Linked DNA regions of Sus scrofa: region 1 is linked to region 2. A link is a contact called in public HiChIP or PLAC-seq data. All regions are on one chromosome and are shown on one strand. The core of a region is the stretch at or near the end of the contact, and the rest is flanking DNA. Distances in the headings are between cores, read along the strand shown.

The links. HiChIP or PLAC-seq counts read pairs in DNA pulled down with a chosen protein or histone mark.
Region 1: an H3K27ac HiChIP or PLAC-seq map of alveolar macrophages shows a contact between it and region 2, with 3 times the contacts expected there. The contact joins the promoter of LOC110260110 here to the promoter of SOCS1 in region 2. A contact is called at or near these places in 6 of 47 Hi-C or Micro-C datasets (embryonic fibroblasts, epiblast stem cells, fetal heart ventricle and 2 more) and 1 of 2 datasets of contacts at active chromatin or transcription factors (alveolar macrophages).

The regions. Positions count from the first base shown.
Region 1 is chr3:31,920,862-31,923,561 of Sscrofa11.1, forward strand. LOC110260110 reads left to right here and starts at 1,354. Exons shown (of 3, transcript XM_021088377.1): 1 at 1,354-1,475. The coding sequence starts at 1,354.
Region 2 is chr3:31,880,458-31,883,157 of Sscrofa11.1, forward strand. It overlaps SOCS1 (suppressor of cytokine signaling 1), which reads left to right and starts at 1,434. Exons shown (of 1, transcript NM_001204768.1): 1 at 1,434-2,265. The coding sequence starts at 1,487. The coding sequence ends at 2,149.

The DNA of each region.
Region 1 (2,700 bases), core at 104-2,603, 40 kb after region 2:
TTCTGTGCCAATGCTTTCTAAATAAACAAAAAGAGGGTTGTAGTTTTCAAACTCTTACAACTTGCTTTTTTTCTTTCACAAACACCATAGGCATTTTCTCAGAGGAAGCAGCTTTTCCAAGTCATTGTTTTAATGTGGAGGGTCCATGGTGCGGACAGACTAATGAATTTAACCAGGTCACCCTAACTGTAATTTCAGCAAACATTTCTTTCTTGCCTACCTGCTTGCTTGCTTGCTACCTGGTGGCATAGGGAGTTCCCGGGCCAGGGATCAGAACTGAGCCCTGGTTGTGCCCTACGCCTTAGCTGGGGGCAACTCCAGGTCTTGAACCCACTATGCTGGGCCGGGGATCGAACTTGTGTTCCAGTGCTCCAGAGACACTGCCGATCCTGCTGTGCCATAGCAGGAACTCCCAGCAGCCATTTCTTGAGGCAGATGAGGTGTGTGCGGCTAAAAGAACAGGGCCCAGAATCCTTCAGTTCGGCCTTCTGATCCAGATGCCACCTCCTCGAGCTGTGTGACTGCACAGCTACGCAACCTCTCTGGTTGTCCTTGGCTTCTTGGAAGATGGAGAAAGAGCAGCCTCTGCGCATGCCTTGTGGTGGGACTTCCTGGGGACCCTGTGTGTGAGGTGCTTAAGAGCAGTGCCCCGCGGGTAAAGGGCGTTGGGGGTCGTGGTCGGTGAGCCAGGCGAGTTTGCCATCCGGGCAGCGCAGCGAGGGGTGCACGTGTGACCACACTTTGAAGCAGCGGGAAAAGAGGCCTCAGGGCTGCTTCCTCTACCCCAGCTGCTTCCACGGAAAGCACCTGCATCTCTTCGAGGTTGGGCCGACTCCAAAATCCCAGAACCATCTGGGGCTGGTTGGCCCACTGGCCGATGGTCATGGGTGCCCGGAGGGTCACGGCATTCTAGAAGGGCCTCCCCCACCTCCTGGCCCCCAGAGGAAACTGCGTTCAAGTCTGCCTGAAGCTCCGTCATCACCAACCCCCGCTTCAGGTTGGCCGTGACCTCTGCCTTCTGCCCAGCCCCCCTTTCCTTCGCAGATGAACGGCCCAGGGAGCCTCTGCTTTGTGGGAGGGTCACCACGGGGGTAGGGGGCAGCGGGACAAAGGCACAACCACCTGGCTCCCTCTGGAAGGGGCCCCAGCGGGAGGGCCAGAAAGCCCCAGCCTGAGACTCCAGCTCAAATCCCCAGCACCGAATTCCCCCGCGGGGATCGCCAGAGGCAGCCTTGCATCCCCAAGGTCACCACGCCCAGGCCTCCCATTTCCGCCCCTCCCAGCCCCCTCTCCGGGCTGCTCAGCCACTCTGAGCCTCAGTTCCCTGCAAAATGGGGCCACGGGGAGCACGAGATGAGGGACACGGCGGACCACCGCCGGGCAGGCGAACATCAGTGGCCCCCATTCTCTGCCTCCCTTGGCGCCGAGCCTGGCCCCATCGTCCTTCATGGCTATGAGACTATTTCTAGTGGCAGGTGGGGCTGCCTGGGAGGTGGGACCTCAGCACCCAGAGTCTCAGCCCAGAGCGGAGAGGGGGCAGGAGGACCAGCAGGTCCCTCCCCAGGGGTCTCCAAGCCCTGCAGCCATGGGTGGGGTGGAGTCCCCTGGTCCTGGGTGGGGCCAGCCTCTGACCTGCCCGGACACTCCTTGCTGCGTCTGGATTTTCACCCCTCCCCCACGCCGAGGCCCTGATTCAGGGTCTGCCAGGCCAGGGAGGGGCTGGGGGTGGGGGTGGGGAGCGTGGAGGTGCAGGGCCTGGCGGTCTGGCCTGCAGGAAAGCTGACTCAGGGGAATCCCACTAAACCCCACGGCGTGTTACCACCGGGGAGTGATTAAGTGGGGTGTCATGGGTGTGCCCCTGGCCTAGTAGGAAGCCATCACCTGACCTCTGGCCAGGTTCTGACTCAGGGCTGACCCCCCCCCGCCTCCCCAGGGCCAGATTCCCCTTTCTGCTGGCAGGTACCAAACGGTTCATTCATTGATTCATTTCTCTCATTTGTCCATTCATTGCATCAGATCGATCCTGGTGGCTCATGTGGGTGACTCATCTTCATTCATTAGTAATAAGCCCAGCCATCCTTTGGTGGGCCTGGCCTCCAGGCAGCTGCCTGGCCCAGTGCGCCATCCCCTCCTGTCTCCGCAGGACCCAGGAGGAGGGCTGTTATCATCCCCATTACGCGGAGGGGAAAAGTGAGGCACAGGAGATCTCAGCAGCACTGTGGAGCCAAGGTTGAAAGCTGGGTCTGCCACCGTCTCTAGAAAAAATATCGCTGTCTCCCTCAAGCCGTGCCTCCTCTGCTGGGCTGGGGTCCCCTCTTCTGGGCACCGGGACCAGCCCTGGGGCACCCTCGCTCCCAGACTGACACTTGAGGGCCGGGACCTGGTTGCACCCTGAGCCCCCGTGCCCCTCACTGGCATCTTCATGCTCTGCTCTTGGAGATCTGCCTCCTGAAGGGCACTGTCCTGGAGATGATGCAGGCTCCCCAAAAGCTGTGCAGGCCCCCTGCGGTCCTGTCCGCCTCCATGCTCAGAGGGCTTCCAGAAGCTTTGGTGCCACGGGGTCTCTCCACTGCACCCAGGCTCTCTCTGTCCTCGCCTCGTGGGCTCAGGGGAAAAACACGGCTCTCCCCGGGACGCTCAACACGAGGCCTTGGCGAGAAGCGCGGTTTCTGGGAGGATGGACAGATGAGGAGGGGGTGT
Region 2 (2,700 bases), core at 184-2,683:
CTCCGGCTGCGGCGTAGTAGAGCGCCGGCCAAGGCCACCGGCAACCGACCTTGCCCGGCCCCGCCCGGTTTCCGAGGAACTGTGTGAGCAGCGAAGGCGCCCCTCCCGCGCCGCCGAAGGGTTCCTCCGAAGCCTGTGGTCAGATCGTCGCTTCCTGGGAAGCCCAAGCCAAAACTGGGGACAGCAACAGGCAGGGAGGGGCGCAGAAGCAGCCATCTAGAGGCTCCGGCACTACGGGGCAGAGCAATGGCGAAAGCAGTCCGGAGGGGTCCCAAACGAGACCCCAAGGGCGGGTGGAGGTGTCTGGCTCCAGAGTAGAGGACCCAGATCTAGCCAAGGTGGGTGATGAGACACCTGATGGGGCAGAAGAATGTGCTAGGGTCAGTCCAAAGTATCCTTAAGGGGTTGGCTGCAGAAATCTGCGACCGAGAGCAGTGGCGGGGGCGGGGGAAGCTGGGCCACTAGGTCCGAAGGGGCGTCTGAGAACTGCCCAGGGAGCTCAGGGATGGGGCTGGAGACCTGAATAGAGGGGTCCTAGGACAGGTGCGAGGCTAGATCAGGACAGGGGGCCTCCCGGGGAAAGGTTCCCGGATTTGTGGCAAAGGTCGAGCGAGCCTGGCCTCCGAGGCGCGCACAAAAAGAAACCGAAAGTGGCGCGGAAGGGCGGGCCTGTAGTGGGGGGGGGGGTGTAGCCGTAGGGGGCGGGGCCTTCACTGACCACACCTCCAAGCCAGTTTAAAAGACTGGTGCAGGGGCGGGCGCGGAGCAGAGCGAGCTGCGGCCGTGGCAGCTGCACGGCTCCCGGCCCCGGAGCATGCACGAGAGCCGCCCCGGAGACCCCCGCCGCCCCGCCCGCGGCGCCCCGCGCCCCGCCGCCAGGTGAGCCCGGCACTGGGCAAGAAAGCGGGAGGGAAAGGGGAGGACGGCACAGGACAGCCAGGTTGCCAGGGCGGCCTCGGGCGCTGCGTGGTGGGGTCGCGGCCGCCACGCCCCTAGCCCCGGCTGGCTCCACCCTGGCAGACCCCCGCGCTTGGGGGTTCCCGCAACGCAGCTTTTCTGCCTTTGCGCAAATCTCGGAGTCGAGGCGCCAATCCCCGGCCTGGCCAGCAGGCGGCGGCCGTAGGGCGGCGAATGGGGAGCCGAGTGGCCGGAGTTGGGGCTGGTTTCTCCAAAGCACCTCTCTCCACGCCCCCCTCTCTTAACCAAACTTTGAGCGACTCCGAGCCCCACCGAGCTCCCAGCCGCGTGGAAGTACTCTGCGGACGGGGAAGCCCATTTTCTAGATGAGACCACTGAGGCTCAAAGGGCCGCCCCGACCTGGTCTTGCGCCCTCGACCCATTAGAAACGGATCCCCACCCCTCCTAAGTTGCCTCGCGGGTTCTCACCTGCCCAGCCCCACCCAGACTCCCCGCTCACTGACTGTCTCCCCCATCAGCGCACCCCCGGACGCTATGGCCCACCCCTCCGGCCGACCCCGCGTGTAGGATGGTAGCACACAACCAGGTGGCAGCCGACAATGCAATCTCCACGGCAGCAGAGCCCCGACGGCGGCCAGAGCATTCCTCCTCCTCCTCCTCCTCTTCATCTTCATCCTCCTCCTCCTCCTCACCCGGGGTCCCGGCGCGCCCGCGGCCCTGCCCGGCGGCCCCGGCTCCAGCCCCGGGCGACACGCACTTCCGCACGTTCCGCTCGCACGCCGACTACCGGCGCATCACCCGCGCCAGCGCGCTCCTCGACGCCTGCGGCTTCTACTGGGGGCCTCTGAGCGTGCACGGGGCGCACGAGCGGCTGCGCGCCGAGCCCGTGGGCACCTTCCTGGTGCGCGACAGCCGCCAGCGGAACTGCTTCTTCGCCCTCAGTGTGAAGATGGCTTCGGGCCCCACAAGCATCCGCGTGCACTTCCAGGCCGGCCGCTTCCACCTGGACGGCAGCCGCGAGAGCTTCGACTGCCTCTTCGAGCTGCTGGAGCACTACGTGGCGGCGCCGCGCCGCATGCTGGGGGCCCCGCTGCGCCAGCGCCGCGTGCGGCCGCTGCAGGAGCTGTGCCGCCAGCGCATTGTGGCTACCGTGGGCCGCGAGAACCTGGCGCGCATCCCCCTCAACCCCGTCCTCCGCGATTACTTGAGCTCCTTCCCCTTCCAGATATGATCGGCCGCGCCCGCCCTGCACGGAGCATTAACTGGGGCGCCTTATTATTTTCTATTATTAATTATTATTTCCTTGGAACCATGTGGGTTGGAGGGAGCGAGTGTGGGGGCGAGGCGCCTCCCGCCCTCGGCTGGAGACCCCTCCCGTAGACCCCTCCCCACCTCTTGTGGGGGTGCCCCCTCTTGGTGCTCCCTCTGGGTCCCCCTGGTTGTCCCCCTGGTAGTAGCTTAACTTAACTATCTGGGGCCAGGACCTGAACTCAGTACCTCCTACCTCTTCATGTTTACATATACCCAGTATCTTTGCACAAACCAGGGGTTGGGGGAGGGTCTCTGGCTTTATTTTTCTGCTGTGCAGAATCCTATTTTATATTTTTTACCACCAGTTTAGGTAATAAACTTTATTATGAAAGTTTTTTTTTTTTTTAAGAAAAAAGGTTTCTAGAGCGTGTGCTTTGGTCAAAGGTTTTCCATGATTCTGAGCGGGTCCCCGGGGTCCTAAGACTGACCTGTTCAGCTTGGCCAAAGGCCGTGTGGGGCCCAAGTTCTGGC